Linked DNA regions of Oryctolagus cuniculus: region 2 is linked to region 1. Evidence: chromatin contacts called from public Hi-C data. All regions are on one chromosome and are shown on one strand. The core of a region is the stretch at or near the end of the contact, and the rest is flanking DNA. Distances in the headings are between cores, read along the strand shown.

Evidence for each region. A called contact is a pair of places that touch in the nucleus more often than the background predicts.
Region 2: a Hi-C map of an unstated tissue shows a contact between it and region 1, with 4 times the contacts expected there. The contact joins two enhancer-like sites. A contact is called at or near these places in 3 of 6 Hi-C or Micro-C datasets (ear pinna, embryonic fibroblasts and an unstated tissue).

What each region holds. Positions count from the first base shown.
Region 1 is chr4:75,791,379-75,795,940 of mOryCun1.1, reverse strand. The region is part of intron 1 of B4GALT4 (beta-1,4-galactosyltransferase 4); the gene reads left to right. Among named protein-coding and RNA genes, the nearest start is that of ARHGAP31, 8.6 kb to the left of the region's middle. Within about 2 kb of position 1,455, at least 4 of the 8 cell types and tissues checked have an H3K27ac peak or open chromatin away from gene starts, as enhancers often do.
Region 2 is chr4:75,903,147-75,907,578 of mOryCun1.1, reverse strand. It overlaps ARHGAP31 (Rho GTPase activating protein 31), which reads right to left. Exons shown (of 12, transcript XM_051819005.2): 8 at 3,338-3,462. Among named protein-coding and RNA genes, the nearest start is that of TMEM39A, 63 kb to the left of the region's middle. Within about 2 kb of position 2,803, at least 1 of the 8 cell types and tissues checked has an H3K27ac peak or open chromatin away from gene starts, as enhancers often do.

The DNA of each region.
Region 1 (4,562 bases), core at 206-2,705:
CTGCCACACATATGGGAGACCCTGATAGAGTTCCTGGCTCCTGGCTTTGGTCTGGCTCTGCCTGGGCTGTTTCAGTCACTGGGGAGTGAACCAGCAGATAGAAGACCTCTCTCTTTTTCTGTCTCTGTCTCCCTCTGCCTTTCAAATAAAGTAAATAAATCTTTAAAATAAAAAAGGTTTGACTACAAATGAAGTCTTGTTTATTACACTTGATCTTAGCCTAAAGGCCAAGAAGCAATGAAGTCCTGTTTTTTATAATAAATGTGCATGGATTGTTGTCCCTACCAGCTTATTCAGAACCCTAGAGTTTTGTTCAAAACGCTTGGTGTAGGAGAGAGTAGAATCTAAGCTAACTCCAGATTTATAAGATTGGAGCCTGATAAAAACTAAAAAGGTACTTTTTTTTTTTTTGAGAAAATAAAAAGACTTCTCTGAAACCAGGAGTCATTTCAGAATGTTCAGCAGGAAATTACTTTTGATAGTCTAAAATGCAAGACTGGGTAGAAGCTGAGAGGTCAGAGCCAGAGATTAGAAGAGACATCTGCATACAGCATTTGAAATTATTTGAAAAATAAGTTTTTCCTCACCAATATTTTAGTTATATTATAAGTCCTTTGTATTGAATATAGTTAAAAAAATAAGAGGTTTGAAGATCTTTTGTGTTCTAACAAGTGTTTAAACTGTGGTGACATTTGACCCATAGGCACAGCCGTAGCATTAAACGAGGCTTCAGTATTTCAGAAACGGTGAACAAACCAGGCAGCACAAGACCTCCTTGTCCCAGTCCACCATGGGCACTGGACGCTGCCCAACAGCAGCAGGGCACTTCCTTCCTAGAGTCACATGTAAAGAAGAGTCTTCACACGGCCAGAGGGAAAGCCAAGTGCTGTGGTTTGAATTAATATTTTATTGACATCCGAATCTGTACAAGATCTGCCCATAGGCTCAGGGTCTGAATTTAGCTCCGTGCCCGAGGGGAAGATGCCAGGGCTATTCCTATAAACAGCAGCTCTCAGCAGCCCCAGAATCTACATATACCAGGTCGGGTGTATGTAGATTCTAGCAGTAGGTTGGGTCCCTCCCAACAACTGGAATGGGGAAGAGTTCGCTTGCTCCTTGTGTTGTTTGTCTCTGGAGCTCCAAACTGGACAGTCTTGGCATAGAATAGCTCACTCCTCAGATGAGTCCTCAGGACTGGCCTGTTCTGTTTTGTTGCCTCCTTTTGCCTCTGCTTCCCCTTCTACTTTGTGCCTCACCCCTTTGGGCATGTTGCCCTCTTTCTGGCTTGGAGAAAGATAAGGGTAGGAGGAGCAGAACCAGCATTCTGAGTTCTGTCTGTCTCCCCCCAGGGTCTCTGAACACTGGAGCAAGCGATTTTCTTAGGTGGGTGGGGATCTGTCCCTGCCCGGTTCATTGTGTTCCATTGTTTCCTGTCCACTGCCTGTAACCCTTTACCAATCTGCCAGGCGCCTTTTAACACAAAGGGGAGGAGATGGGGGAAGGGAGTGCTAAGGAAAAACATCCCTATAAATAGCCCTCTTGAACAAAATTGTTTTCCCAATACACAGTTGTTGTTAGGCCTTGAGGCCCTGTGATCTCTCTGGGCACTCTCCTCCCCTTCCATCTCAGCCTTCCCCCACATGCCTGGTTACCCTGATTCGTCCTCTCTGAGAGCCAGAGAGATTGTAGTGGCAGGTGGCTCCTACCAGCTTTCGGCAAGACATGTGTCCTGTGCTTGGCTCTGCTTCTTGACCTTGGTTGGACAAATTATTTAAACTCTGTTAACCTGAATAACACCACAAGCAGCAATCAGAGGAGGGGGAGATTGTCTGAAGAATAATATTTATTTGAGAATAGCGCATTGCAATGGGAATACACAGGTGGCATACTCAAAGAGATGGAAGCAAGGGGGAAAAAGTAAAGGCAAAAAATAAGGAGAATTACACGAGATATTTTGAAACAACACCCCTTGGCCACAATAATTAATAACCAGGGTGACGCAGTCTAAAGTTGAACAGACAGTTGCTGGGCAGATGTCCTGGTGGAAGTACTTTGTGTGGTGGCTTCTGTGTAATGTGCTCCTGGCAGATTTGTTCTTTATAGCTTCTATCAGACAGTTATGCATAAGAGCCCTTTCCTCATAACCTCCTGGGTTTATTTATGGGGGGGTTGACACAGGTGACTTCATTTTCTGTTGATTTTTTATTTATTTGAAAGGTAGAGTGACAGAGAGAAACGAGAGAGAGAGAGAGAGAGGGAGAGAGAGAGAGAGAGACTTCTATTGCTGCATTGCTAGGCATCTCTAGTTCACTCCCCCAAATACCTACAACAGCCAGGAGCCAGGGACTCCATTCGGGTCTCCCAGGACTCCTGGTGGCAGGGACCCAAGTGCTTGAACCAGCATCTGCCGCTACCCAGGTGGTGCATTAGCAGGAAGTTGAACAGGCAGCAGAGATAGGACTTGAGTTTGGACTCCGTTTTGATACTGACAACTTTCACACCTCTATCTCTGAACCTCAGTTCCCCTTGCTATCAAATTAGAGTGATTATAACTACTTTGTAGGGTTGTTGAGAGGAGTATGTAAAATAATGGAAATGCCTACTACTAGGTGATCATTACAAAAATGAGAGTGATTTATATTGCCTCCTTCCCAAGTGATTCTTCTGTTCCCTCCAACTTTATCCAATTTCTTGGTGTATTTTTTCCAGTTTTCTCTTCTTGATCTCTTGTCCCATATAAAACACATTCAGTTTATACCTTGCCCACTTCCAACATGGTTTGAAATGATTTGCTTTACATTTAAGGGTTTAGAAGCTGGAATATTTTTCAGAAAGGGTAAAGTTACTTCTTCTTCTTCTTCTTCTTCTTTTTTAAAAAGATTTACTTGATTTATTTGAAAGACAGTGTTACAGAGAGAGAGGTAGAGCCAGAGAGAGAGAGTTCTTCCATCTGCTTGTTCACTCCCCAGATGACTGCAATGGCCAGAGCTGAGCTGATCCGAAGCCAGGAGCCAGAAACTTCTTCCAGGTCTCCCACGCGGGTGCAGGGTGTCCAAGGACTTTGGATCATCTTCTGCTGCTTTCCCAGGACATAGCAGAAAGCTGGATCAGAAGTGCAGCAGCTAGGACTTGTTCAGGTGCCCACATAGGATGCCAGCGCTTCAGGCTGGGACTTTAACCCGCTGTGCCACAGTGCTGGCCCCTAAGGTTACTTCTTGTTAGACAGTTTTCCAGCACAGAAAGTACAATGCCTCTTGTGACTATTTGGGAAGTACTTTTGATCGTGGATCTCACTTTTTTTTTAAACGTTTTTAGCATCTCAGAACTTGCTTTCATTCCTATCTTGGGATCATGGCACACAGACATTTGTTTGGGGATGGAGTTATAACAGGCACATTACCCCCAGTATATGAAAGTACTTCAAATACTTCATGGAAAAAATGGGATGAAAAGAGAAGTTTATTTTGGTTCAAATTTTTTTCTGAAATCCATGCACAGTGTCGCTCCCCCTCTTCGTGGAGGAACGACACAGGACCCTGCGCTGTTCTTTCGTCTGCTCGGCCCTCCCCGGGTTTGCTGCTGGTTCTTCCCGGGTTGGCTACTATCCCTTCCACCTCCGTGGAAGGGCAGTTCCCCCTGGCCACATTCCCCACTTCCGCAGGGGAGCGGCACACCGCCGGCCGGCTTTCTCGGGGGCTGCACGGGTTCCCTTAGATGTTCCCCATAGATGTTCCTGGTGCATGCCGTCTCTCTCCTCCTTTATAGTCCTCCTCCACCAATCCTAACTCGGCTGCCCACACGCCGAGTACGCTGCTCTCCAATCAGGAGCAAGTCCTACAGTTTATTAGTTGAACTGGAGGCAGCTGTGCGGAAGCTGTTTACTTCTCTCCCAGCGCCATATTGTGGGAGAGCAGATGCACAGAATAAGTCTTAATTCCAGTAACTCAGTCCAGTCCGGATTGCTCCCCACACACAGTTTTTAATAATACACATTTTTATGAACTTTTGAAGACCTTTATTTGCGTGAATTTAAAACATTTTTTGCACCAAACTTATCTTTCAATTCCATTTTCCAAGAAATATTTGAAGTACTGTTATATAGTTGTACCCCTAAAATGGTTAACAATTGTAAGTTGGATAATATGTTATTATTTTTCATTCTATATTTTGGATATAGGTTTCTAAAGCTGTGAGGTTGGGAGTGGTGGGGAGGTAGTATCAGTTTATAATCAAAATCACACCTGAAAAATTTTATACTTCATTCAGGGAACAGTCTGCTTTATTTAATCCTCAATACACAAGTATTTAACTCTCCATAGTTACCCTAAAAGAAGTTAGCAAATGCCCACAAATCTCATTTACTCGTGTACTTTTTCAAGATAACATGTATGTGTTTGTCTATATTATTGATGTGTAGGTATGTATATGTATGGCTCTATCTGTATATCTTACATTTGATTTTTAAAGATTTATTTATTTATTTATTTGAAAAAGTTACACAGAAAGGCAGAGAGAGAGAGAGGTCTTCCATCCACTAGTTCACTCCCCAAATGGCTGCAATG
Region 2 (4,432 bases), core at 1,554-4,053, 110 kb before region 1:
CCCAGGGCTCGGCTCTGAAGGGAGAGATAGGAATTCTACAAGAAGCAGTCAGGGTTGGCCCTGACCCAGAGTGGGCCTTAACTTCTGCTTATTTTGGTCCCTCTTTTAAAGCTCTCCCCCTTTTCCTCCTAGCTCCAAGCCTTGCTCCTCCTGGGAGGTTCTGAGTTAGCCCCCTGGTCCGCAGCTCCAGGTTTCTCTCTGACTAGAGTGCCTGCTGTGGGAGGGCACAGCCTTCCCCTCTCAAATTCTCCGCAAGGGCAGACATTGCCTTCAACTGCCTTACTTTGAGTACTGTGCCAGAATCCTTGTCCTTTGACGATCTGCTATTTCCACAAGCTCATGAGCTGATTTAGTATCCTAAGGTACCATGACCAGCATCCCTTCCTTCAGGTATTCTGGACACACTTTGCCTTCGCTTTCAGGAAACTACATTTATGGACTTTTTCGGTTTCCATGTGTTGACCTGGCAGGGCAATGACTAAGTGTCCCTGAGTGTCACAGAGGGTGGGCAGTTCTGCCTTCAGGGCCACCAGTGTCCAGTTTTGGTGGTTGGATTCTCTTTCCCATGCTGCAGTTCTGTGTGGCTGTGGCTGTAAGTGAGATTTCCTAAGGATTCCTTGACTTCTTTCCTCGATAGTAACTAAGAGCTCAGGACCCCTGGCCAATGCCTATATTTAGATTATATTTTTGTGTCTGCATCTTGGTCTGGCCTCATGGAAGTGCTTCCCCTAGTTTGCTGGCAGCTTTTGTGTCCCTGAATCCCCTCCCTCTGAGACTTTGCTCAGAGGTAAAGCTACTACAGCAGTACAGCCTTGGGATTTTCTACTCAGAAGGGGTCTTTTGAAGATTTCTTGAACTTTTCCTATTTGATATTATAAAGAAAAATATTAATTGATTCGAATGGCAGTATCCCAAGTTTCTGCATCTTCATTCATTCAGTACTCCATTTTTTTCTGATCCTGTGTATTTTTAAATCTCTGTTCAATTTTGTAAATATGGTTAAATACACTTCATCTGCCCCCCTCCCCCAAGGAAAAACCCCAAAAGTGTTCGTGGTGAATTAATTTTTTAAAATGCTCTTAATTATGGAATTTTAAAACATTATTTACATATGTTAACCCCTGGTTTTCCCCTTTCTTTTCTTTTCTTTTTACATTTATTTATTTGTTTGAAAGTCAGAGTTACAGAGAGAGGGAGAGACACAGAGAAATCATCTATCAGTTGGTTCACTCCCCAGGTGGCCAAAATGGCCAGGGCTGTGCAAGGCTTAAGCTAGGAGCCAGGAGCTTCATCCAGGTCTCCCACATGAGTGGCAGGGGCCCAGGGACTTGGATCATCTGCTACTGCTTTCCCAGGTCATTAGCAGGGAGCTGGACCAGAAGTGGAGCATCCAGGACTTGAACTAGTGCCCATATGGGATGTCAGCATTGCAGGTGGTGGTTTAACCCACTAGGCCACAATGCTGGCCCCTGATTTCCCTCTTTCGCATGCACATTTCAACACATAGTGAACTTATGGAGGCCACACTGGTGGATTCTGTTGCAAGACTACCTTTAAGTACAGATTCCAGTACAGTTACGACCATAAGGCCCTCTGGGCCTCAGCTTCTAGGACTCTGGTGCAAAGCAGTCAGGCAATAGTCAGATCCAGAGAGCCCTTGGAACAGACATGGATGGCTGTTTAATTTCACCCCCACATCCCATCAAAGTTAGCTAGTTTGGTGCTCTGTCTCTGATTAGCTTGTTCATAAGATGTTAAACTAGTGGCTTTCAGCCATGGATGCATAACAGGATCACCTGGAGGATTTTTGAAAATTTTTCCAATACTCTGATCTCATCACAGACTTTCGGAGGCAAAATCGCAGAGTGTGAACCACTTTGTAGGCAACCACGCTAAGAAGCCCTGGCAGGGACACCTTGTCTCTTCTGTGAATCTACCACCATTTAGTTCATTCAGCACCTTGGGTGTGTTCCTTTCGAAATTCACATTGGGGGGCCGGTGCTGTGGCCAGCGGGTTAATGCCCTGGCCTGAAGTGCCAGCATCCCATATGGGCGTTGGTTCTAGTCTCGGCTGCTTTTCTACTGATCCAGCTCTCTGCTATGGCCTGGGAAAGCAGTAGAGGATGGCCCAGGTGCTTGGGCCCCTGAACCCACGTGGGAGACCCAAAGGAAGCTTCTGGCTCCTGGCTTCGGATCGGCTCAGATCCAGCCATTCATTGTGGCCATCTTGGGGGTGAACCAGCAGATGGAAGACCTCTCTCTCTGTCTCTACCTCCCTCTGTAACTCTGTCTTTCAAATAAATAAAATAAATCTTTAAAAATACAACTAAATACAAATTTTTTAAAAGATACATTTATTTTGATGCAAAAAATTTAAAATCATACATAGTTTTAAAATAATACATATTTCCTCAAACTTTTTGAAGAGCCCTCATATGCATGGATTTCAAAAAATTTTCACACCCAGATAAACATCTTTCAATTCCATTTTTCCATGAACTTTCTGAAGAATGATGGTATCCTTTGTTTTTTCGTGTATATACCTAAGGTAAAGTTTAATTAATAAATTAGGCACAGTGAGGCACTATTAGAAATAATGTAAAAATGGAATAAGTATATTGTAATAAAAGTTATGTGAATGTGGTGTCTTTCTGAAAATGTTTTTGTATGAAACTCATTCTTCCTGTGATGATGTGCAATGAAATGATGCCTCTGTAATGAGATGAAATGAAGCAAATGATGTAGGCGTTGTGATGTAGCATTAGGCTACCACGTAAGGGTTACTTGAAACAGGCACTGTGATATCTCAACAGTTGATCTGATAACTGAGACATCTCCCAGTGACTAATGGGCAGGTAGCACACACAGCGTGCACATGCTAGACAAAGGGATGATTCACGTCTAGGGTGGGACAGAGCAGCATAGCGTGAGATTTCATCACACTACTCAGAGTGGTGTGCAGTTTAAAACTGATGATTTGCTTATTCCTATAATTTTTCACTTAGTATTTTGGAGCTAGGATAACTAAGGGTAACTGAATCCACAGAAAACAAAATCACAGATAAGGGGGAACTACCATATTCATTTTTGGCCTCGATAGCTATATTATGGTTATGTAAGATGTTAGCACGAGGGGAAGCTGCATGAAGGGTGCACAGATTTCCCGTGTACTCTTTCTGTAACTTTTTTGGAAGCCAAAATTGTCTTTTTAAAAAAGAACCCCTAGTTAATTAATATGTTTGTCTCTAGTAGGTTTAGTGTGATGAAATCATCTTAGAAGAAGATGAGCTAGCACACAGTCCATGTGTCACAAAACCCCACCGCCGTTGAATCTTACCTGAGAGCCGCTGCCCTCTCACAAACACGCTCCCATTTCTACTCAGCTTTGATTTGGAGTCTGATCCAGAACGTCCCAGGTTAAAAATCGATTTCCACTTCTTTGATTTACTGGAAAGCTTTCTCCTAATAGAGCCAAGGCATAAGGGATTAGTTTGTTAACTAGTTATGTCAAGGGTACTTTTAAATCAAGAAAAAAAAAGTATTTCAATAATGTTTGCAGTTACAGATGGCTCTAATATCTCAGAAAAAAATCCTCTCTAAAATCCAACATGATCCTCATTCTCACCTTGTCTGAGGATACATTAGCAAGAACTAAGACCATATTCCTGAGGGCAAGAGGCAGAGGCGTGTACCAAAGGTAGGGATGATGGCTAACAGAGGCAGAGATCACGGCGAGCCTCAGCCTCCAGCAACACAGTTCTGGGAACTCTTGTAAGCATTCTAGTCCTGAGTTTTCAAAGGTACCAGTCTCTCAGGGGCCAGTGTTGTGGCATAGTGGGTAAAACCGCCTGCAATGCCTCCACCTTATATGGACGCTGGTTAGGGTCCCAGCTGTTCTACTTTTGATCCAGTTCCCTGCCAATGGCCTGGGAAAGCAGCAAAAGATGGCCCAGGTGCTTGGGGCCCTGTACCATGTGGGAGAGCTGGAAGAAGCTCCTGGCTTTTGGCTTAGGCCTGGCCCAGCCCTGGCCATAGTTTTCATCTGGGAGATGAACCAGCAGATGGAAGACTCTCTCTCTCTCTCTCTCTCTCTGTACTCTGACTTTGAAATAAAATCAAATCTTTAAAAAAAAAAAAAAAAAAAGAAGATCCTAGGCTTTCAGAGGAGTAAGCCCAAAAGATGGTAGACTTCAGTCTGGATAGGCTCCCTGCACTGTGGGACAGCCACAGGAGAAGGCTTCGGACTTCCATGAACTGAAAAGGGTTGGTTGAGAAAGCAGACCTGGAACAGAGTCTGGCCCGCTGCTATTGGGAGAGATGCAGCCTGCTGCGTGTGGTCAGTGGTTACTTCAGGGAAAGGCAGAGGGCAGGACCTCGCTGGCTTTGCCTCACTACCAGGCAGCTTCCGTGGGTGGAGACAGGGACAGCACTA